Linked DNA regions of Rattus norvegicus: region 1 is linked to region 2. Evidence: chromatin contacts called from public Hi-C data. All regions are on one chromosome and are shown on one strand. Each heading gives the region's core, a stretch centred on a gene start, on an enhancer-like site or on the middle of the called end of the contact. The rest is flanking DNA. Distances are from core to core; before and after follow the strand shown.

Evidence for each region. Hi-C and Micro-C count contacts between places; a contact is called where the count stands out from the background.
Region 1: a contact with region 2 is called in a Hi-C map of hepatocytes, with 1.6 times the contacts expected there. The contact joins the promoter of Atp11c here to the enhancer-like site in region 2. A contact is called at or near these places in 3 of 12 Hi-C or Micro-C datasets (hepatocytes, kidney and liver).

What each region holds. Positions count from the first base shown.
Region 1 is chrX:143,787,146-143,791,173 of GRCr8, forward strand. It overlaps Atp11c (ATPase phospholipid transporting 11C), which reads right to left and starts at 1,262. Exons shown (of 31, transcript XM_039100444.2): 1 at 1,153-1,262; 2 at 170-268. The coding sequence starts at 196.
Region 2 is chrX:143,726,248-143,730,633 of GRCr8, forward strand. All of the region lies in intron 2 of Atp11c (ATPase phospholipid transporting 11C), which reads right to left. Among named protein-coding and RNA genes, the nearest start is that of Mir3589, 50 kb to the right of the region's middle. Within about 2 kb of position 2,069, at least 2 of the 93 cell types and tissues checked have an H3K27ac peak or open chromatin away from gene starts, as enhancers often do. A contact at or near this core is called in hepatocytes and liver, where this site is marked.

The DNA.
Region 1 (4,028 bases), core at 12-2,511, 60 kb after region 2:
CCTCCCCACCCAGGCCACCCGGAGTGCCGGGTTTCCGTTAAAAAGCAGAGGAGGGAGAAGAGGGGCTGGCGCGTCCCACTCGTCCCCTCGCACGGGTACTGGGAAGGAGCGGCGGGGGCCAGGGAACCGGCCACCGGGGTACGCGTGGAGCCGCAGCAAGTGTACTCACCAAACGATTGAGGGTCCGGCGGAACATCGCGTCCGAGGCTGCGGGGTGCCAGGCTGGGCTCCACTGGGCTGTCTGGGAAGGCGCCGTCCACAAAACACACTGCGGCGTGGGCCCGCGGCGCAAAGCGGACAGCTAGCTCGCCTGCCCCGCCGCCAGCCCGCCGCCTGCCCTCCTCGCCTCTGCGCGCCCCCGCCCCCGGCCGCCCAACCGCCCGCCCGCCCCCGCGCGCCGCCCCGCCCCGCCTTCCCCCGCGACCCGCCCCCAGCCCCGGCCTGCCCGGCTCGGGGGCGGCGGCCCCGTTGCTCCCCTTATCTGGCCTCAGCACCGCCCGGCACTCCCGCTGCAGCCCGCCTAGAAGCGAGCCGGGCGCGCGGGGGAGGGTTGGTGGAGCGGCCGCGGCTCTCCCTGCGGGGGGGGGGGCGCTCCAGACTCCCCGTTAGCGCCCGCCTCAGCACCCCGCGCCTCACACTCGTCCTGCCGCTAAGCCCCCCGCCCGACTCCCCACTCGCTAGCTCCAGCGGACGCCCCTCTCGGGCGTCCCCACGCCTCGCCTGACACTACTCCCAGGGGTCTGTGAGAAGCCACGCTCTCCCTCACCCCGGCCCTAACTCGTCCGTGGCACCGCTTCACTGGCAGTCCTTCCTCGGCCCCGCGCTTTCCGACCAGCACTTCTGGCTGAGAAGAGCCTTGGCGTGGCCTGCCTCAAGGCTGCTGGACGCGCCCGCTTCCTGCCCGGGAGTGGCCGCTCCCTGAGGGAAGACTCCGGACTAGCCAGGGACTGAGGAGACCCTGGCGCGGGCGGGCGCGGCAAGGCGCGGGCGGTGGGAGTAGTTACAAAAGCCGCCCCCTCCTAGGCTACAGACGGGAGACGCTCCCCTCTCGGGTCCCACCTAAGCCGTCTTCACCTCGTAGTTTGGGTTTGGGTTGGGGCTTTTTGGGTTTGCGTTTTCTTTCGTCTGTCTACCCCGCCTAAGCCCTCTTACTTCCACTTTCTCTAGGAGGTTGTAAAGTCGGGCTTTGTGTCGTTGGTGCTGCGAAGCGGGGCGGGATTTCCCTGCCACCCTCTCCTTGATCGCCCGCCCTTTTCCACGCTCCCAGTGCAACCTGGGAGTTGTAGTCCATCGGTTCTCTTGGGCTGTTACTGTGGGCTGGGAGCTCCCCCACATGCCCGACACGGGTCTGCTCACTGTGTTGCTGAGACTGTTTGGCTAAACCAGGGTTCCCACCCACCAGCTGCGTGTGGAAATCAGAAACACTGGGTAGATTCTTAGTTGTGGGAAATGTGATGAGGAGGATAAATTACGTAAAGCCCCGAGTGCTGAAAAACTTTCCCAGAACTCAACATTTACGCCACATGAAATCCTGCATGCCCTCAATTTGCTAACTTAACAATTATAATACACAAAAGTTTAAAACGTAAAAATGAAAGCTTGCTCAAGTAGTCCCTTGAGCCCGGACAGTTCTCTACGCTCTCACCCTTTTTTTCCACCATCCTCTGAGGAGGCCCGCCCTAGGCTGTGAGCTGAGAACTTTCCAATTCTTCTATAAACACATTAAAGAAGTAGGTAAAGGCAGTTCTGTACAGAGAGGCCTGTTCTCTCGCCAGCCTAGAAAGGTTGGGTTCAGCTAGTCTCTTGACCTAATGTGAACTCCTGAAGGGATTTTAATGTGAGGAGGCTAGGGCACTCCTCATTTTACCCTCGAAGGATAGTTTGATCTCAACAAACATTTACTGCATTTTTTTTTTCTAGAAGCTGGAAACAGCAATGTGTTTTAAAAGACCTCCCCAGTAGGCTGGCCGAAGTGAAGTTACAAGCTACAAACATGTAAAACCTACATGTTAGAATGTAATGATTTCTAATGCTAAAGGAAACAGGGGAGAGGGCAATGTCTTTGCAAAGGATCCTGGGAAACTCTCCGGAAAACCATGAAATTTTCATTGGGCCAAACTTATAAACAGAGCTGCTGGAGAATAATGCAAGCCTGGACATGTGGGAAGGCTTCGGAGGAGCCCAGGGAACAAAGTCCTGGGGAGAGAAGGAGAGGTCAGTTGGAAAGTACAGTGCAGCCTAAGAAAAGGAACACAGCCACTCTGTCAAGCAGGAACCAGGACACCTGTGGGCGGGGCATTACAAATGAAAGCTAACCCCTAAGCATTCATAGAAACAAGCTATGAAGTTTGACCCTGTTTCTGTGGTCAAGGAGGAGCCCAAGCACAATAAAGTGCAAATGCAAGAGACTTAAATTAGTTCCTGAATGGCTCTAACTGCCTAGAGGTAAAGTCCACCATTTCTTCTTTCCCTGCTATGACTTTCTGCCCACACTTAAGGTGTGTGGAAGGATTTGTAAGAACTCTTAACATTTGTATTAATTAGATAGTAGGATACTTAATCGACAACATGTATAATACTGTGCTCTCTACTCCAAGGAATTGCTTTTAAGTGAAGTTGTTTTTTCCTGACTTGTACTGAACACAGAAATTCATTTACTGGTTATTAGTTGACTTTTATGTGACAGACACTATTCTTAATACTAAAATGGGGAAGTGAAGGGAGTTATTACCACTCAGTAATGTGCCTGACAGAAATAAAGATATTCTCAGGAGACATTTGTGTCTCTCAGTCTGACTATACATCACAGTTTTGAAACAATGGATCCCAAAGGAATGGAAATTTACAGGGGAATCCCCTAGTTGGTGATGAAAAAACTCCCTGCCAGAAAGGGAAATTTGTCCAGAGAAGAGATTCTACACATTTCTAACGATTTGTCAGACCATCTTACAATATGAAACTAAAATCCAGATGATAATGTGGCTAGGTCAATGCTAGGTGGGACCACACTTTGCCTGAGAGTGTTTTGATGTGCATGTCCTTTGGGGAGAAGTATTGAATGAGCTGCCACTGGATTTCTTTGTCCTTTATCAATGTGACCACATTGCCTAAATCTTTTTCTGCTCTACACTTTTAACTTGGCTCTTGTAACTCTTATTGACGATGGGCGGCCACCTCTGCCTTGAGTCGCAGGTTGTAACCCCAAGATTGATAGCCATCCAGGGAGAAATCTAGAATCTTTATCAAAGAAATGTAAACTTTAACTGTTTCAGACAGTTCGGGGTGGGAGCTTCGCTGGTAAATCCTTTCTCCGTGAAGCGGATGGAAGTAAATGTACTCTGCTCATAGGTTTGTGCAGACTTTGAAAAATGGGCATTCGAAAAACTTTGTAAATTTGACTGCGCTTTGAAAGTGGTGAATTTAAGATCCCTTGGGACGTAGTAAAATCATTGTTCACATTTCATTTGTTATTAGATTCCACTATCTCTTTGTCTTTTTAATTTATGGCAGCACAACACCCATACTCCTGAGTCCTGAGTAATTTGCTTCCCTATAAAATTGCAATTCCAAACCAATCAAACTGTATTTACCAAAACATGAGATTTATGCAAAAAGCGATTTTTTCCATACCTCAAGCTCAACCTGAGATTAGAGTTGCTCTTGCAAATAGCCCGTAGAATCCTTCCTTTGTGAAGTTTTTTTAAGACAGGAAGAAATTATTTTTGGTCTTTCAGTGCCTCTTCACAGTTTCCAAAGAAAACCTAGGTGCTGAGGATGTCTATGAAAAGCAGACCATCAGCTAGCAGGTGTATTCAGCCAACTCCATAAACAGAGCTACAGAAACCACCTTCCTCCTGCTCAAACTGTCATGACCAGTAATGGTACATAATGCCAACTATTGCAGGGTGTCAGCAGACTGCAACAGAAGCCATGGCTTCCAGGCAATTCAGAAAGGAATCTAACCTCTCCTAAACTTGACTAGAGAGAAAGCTTGAAGCCTAGGAATTCGAAGGAGTGATCCAGTTGCC
Region 2 (4,386 bases), core at 819-3,318:
AGAAAAGAATAAAAGAAAGAAAAGAGGTATTTCTTCTTGTATGAATCCAAGTAACCTATGATTTTTATCCAGAATGTTATATCTCCAATTTTACCAAAGTCTAGTTTTTTTTTTCACAGCTGTTAAACATTAGGTTTCCTTCTTAAATACATTCCCCACAATGAACAAATTTCTAAAGAACCAATTCATGCAAGTTTGTGGTATCAGTGCTTGTAACTTTTAGTATGAATTACCTCTGGACTTAAATTCATATACTAGAGTCTGATAATCTGAATTAAGGAACTAATCAAAAACGGCTTTGGGATGTTTAAATAAGATAAAGCTTAGCAACTGTTCAAAGAGCAGGCATACAATCCACTGTTTTACTTTGTAAATCTTGGACCTACATTATTTGTCAATGTTCTTTATCCCTTTCTTTATAAATAAATAGACAAATGAATAAATGCCAATCATTCAACTGCTATACTAAAAGCAGAAACTAAGCTTTAATCATGATCATAAACACTACATATCAATGCTCTTGTTTATTCCTGAGAGCACACATTTTCATTTTTTTAAGTAACCTAAAAAAGGGCATCACAACCAAGGCTTCTCACTACATTTCTAAAACAGCAGTAGACTAAATAGCAGGGGCATGCTTTAGGAACAACAGGCTTAGTAAACAACAGTGCTTTAGGAACAACAGGCTTAGCCTCTTTTCGACAGATAGAAAAGATAGAGAAACTACAGAGTATTTTGTGTAATCCTGAACTGCTCATATGGTATAGCATTTGGACAGAAGAAAGGGTAGGGAGACAAGAGAGAAAGGGGGACAAGCAGGGAGGGAGCGAAATGGAACAAATATGAATGGATGAATGAGAATGAATAAAGGATTAAAACAGTAAAACCCTTTTAAAAGCCTGTTACAACTACCTGTGACTGTGATCCTGCTGCTTATCTTCATATTATTCTGTATTTCTCCCCAAAACATTTTCTTTTCTTTGTTTAGACTGTATAGCTTAGGCAGTCCTGGAATATACTATGTAGCCCAAGCTGGCCTCAAACTCAAGGAAAATCTTTTCTGGTTTCAGTCTACCCAGTGCCGGAATTCCAGGCATGGGATATGTTCAACTCTTTCACATTCATAACCTTATTGTTCCCTCTCCCTTCCTCTCTTGTCTTTCATGATTATGCTATGCCCTGCAGAAATTGCTAGCCTAGCCTTGTTAACCATTTTCTCTTTAGTATTAAATTGGAAATTCTCCCCTGGAAATACCCGTATATTCTTGACATGCCTCCAACTTCACCACCCAGAGTTTCCTTTAGCCCCTGCACTGCTCATATAGTCTACGAATTCAACCTCATCACCTCGTACCTTTTGGCTCATACCACGTGAAGAGAAACACTGGTTGCTTCTCACATGGGCAACTATCCACCCTAAGAACTTTTGACCTCATTCACTTGGGTCATTAGTAATTCCATTTCATCTCCTTCCAGCATCTGATGAAACTGTCATGTTAATGTGCAGTCAATTTATTCCATAATTCTTTGACGTCTTTATCTCCATGACCTTTAACATCATCTCATCATCTCTATCAAAAACACTTTGGTCACTTATTGACACTGAATGAAGACTTTGAAACTTGGCTTTCACTCTTGTTCTCTACACTAACTCTTGCTACAGTACTTGGAAAGTCCATTATCCACAAAAGACAACCTCCCCCAGCTGATCCAGAAACCTAGAAGTCTCAGAACTTCTTTTCTACAATCTCACATTCAACCTAAGCATAGTTTTCAAGGTTTTATAGCCCTCTCAAATTGCCTTCCATACTTTGTTCTACATGAGACCTTGCTCCTTCATCCCGCAGCCAATGTCCTCTAGTTCCAAGAGGCTTCTCCCATTTCCCTGCATGGATATACCAGCTCTTTGTTCTAGTTTGAGAAACAAAAAATGGCTGTTCTGATCAAAAGCCTTCACCTACACTTCTTTCCTTTTTTGAGACAGGCTCTCTTTTATTTTGTCCTGGCTGTCCTGGCAGTTTCTAAGGAGACCAAGCTGATCTGGAAGCTCACAGATCCACTTGTCTCTGCCAACCAAGTGCTGCAATTAGAGGTGGCGAATCACCAAGCCTAGCTACTCCCTTTTCTGATTTCAATGTTCCCACCTCTGTGCACCAATGCCATAATTTTGCCTCTACATCATTAAGTCACGTCATGTCTACTCTGTCCCCCATTATTCCTTCCTTTAAATATGTTTAAGCACTCCCGACTTTAAAAAAAAAAATCTCCCTAGCCTCTTCCTTCTACTAGGACTATTGAGAAGGAAGAGCCTTTAGGACAGAGATTATTTTGTTGTGATCACTGGTATACCACAATTACCTACAGCAATGCCTAACATGTAGTAAGAACTTAACACATAATTGCTAAAGAAATGACCATCTTTCTCAAAATAAAATAAAACAGACAAAAATATCCAGGGATTCCCTCATGCTTTCTCTCCACCTTCTTTCTCTGTAATTTGGTTAGCATATTCCCACAATACAAACTTGCTAAATCCAATGGAAACTTACAGTTTAAATTTTTCTTCTGATTTTTTGCTGTTTTATAGTATTCTGCAAATACTAAAACAATCCAGAGCTCTAATGCCTGGCAGAGAAATATTCTACTACTGTACCAGCACTCGCTCCAGGTGCCAGGCTTGGACATCTCTCTAGCCCTACCACCACCATCCACAGAAAGACTGCTTGCCCTTTCTTTCCATGACACCACTTTTCTTTAAGGAATCTTCTTCATTTTCCCTTGCTGGATCTGTTTTTCCTCCCTGAATAATAAATGCTGATATTTCTCTTGCCTGTAAATATTCTGTCTAACCACATATTCATCCTGAGTAGCAAAATGCTAAGTTGGTTTCATTTATTATCCAATCTTTGAAAATGAATTAATCCATTCCCAGATTTTTCTAAGGTCTATACATAATTTTAAACTGTCAAACATTACTGACATCTTAAGTTTATGTTCAAAGACATAATTTGTTCATTTTATTCTCATAATCAGCTGATAACAGAAGATTTTAGTGAGTATTATCTTCACTACACATTTGAAGAAGTCAGGCTACAGCGAAGAAAGCAATTTATGAAAGTACACGAAGCTAAGTAAATTGTAGCATAATTATATAATGATTTGAGTACCTCCTCAAACAGCTTTATTGACCTGTCATTAATATACTCATAGGACCTACTTTTTTATCATGAAATAATTTTTAATATATTCAAAGCATCATGCAACTATTAACACAATGCAATTTTAGGTTTTCATTGCTCCCAAGAAATGCAGTATGGGGTAATTGCTTACACTGAAAACTTTTAAACTTTGATTTTAGAAAGTAAACTATTAAGATTATTTTAGTATTACCCTTAATGGTTAAGATATTGAATTAGCGTAGGTAATCCTCAACAGGTTAATGTATAAAAAAAAGTAACACATACAAACACTAGACTGTTATCAGCTATAAAAAATGAAATCTTGTCTTTACAGCACATTGGATTGAATTAGAGGACAAAATGATACGTTAAATAAGCTAAAGAAAGACAAGTAGGGTCTCGCTTACATATGGAATCTTCACAGAGGCTGACTTCAAAATAGAACGATTAGTAAAGACTGAGAAAGCATTAGGGTAACAAAAGAAAGGTTGAATGTGACTGGTGATGTCTATCTACATGGTAATGTCACACTGAATTCCATTAGTATATATAAAAATATATGTCAATAATTTTAAAAATTCAAATAATATTCTATATTCTACAGTTGCACATACAATAGTTTAACAAGGCAAAATACTATTATGTGTTTAGAAAAATACTCCACAGGATTAGATTTATTCACTTGCTGTGCCAAATCTGAAGAAAGATATAAATATATTCCTACAAGTAGACAAATATTGTACTCATCATATATTACTTACCAGAATGTAGACACAATCAACCCCTATGTGAACAACAAACAAAACACCTTAATAGAACATTTCCTTACAAGCACAACTTTCTATTTTTTAGATTTATTTTGTACACATGAATATTTTGCTTGCATGCATGTTATTTGCTTGCATGCCTTATGTTCACAGAGGTCAGAAGAAAGTTGTGAATCCCATGGAACTGGAGTTATGGAAGGTTGTGAGCCACCATTTTCTACAATGTATATGTGTCCAGTTTCATGGAGGAATTCAGAATGAAATAAACAGCAACTATCAGTAGTACATGCAGTACAAATAAAAGAAGGTGGTTAGCAAAGGGAAATAGAGAGTTTATAAAAGAGAAGAGTTCATTAGTTTTTTTTAATGATTACAATTAGAAAAAGTATCTATTTCCATGCCATCCCAAGAGGGATAAGGCAAGAATGAAACTTATTCCA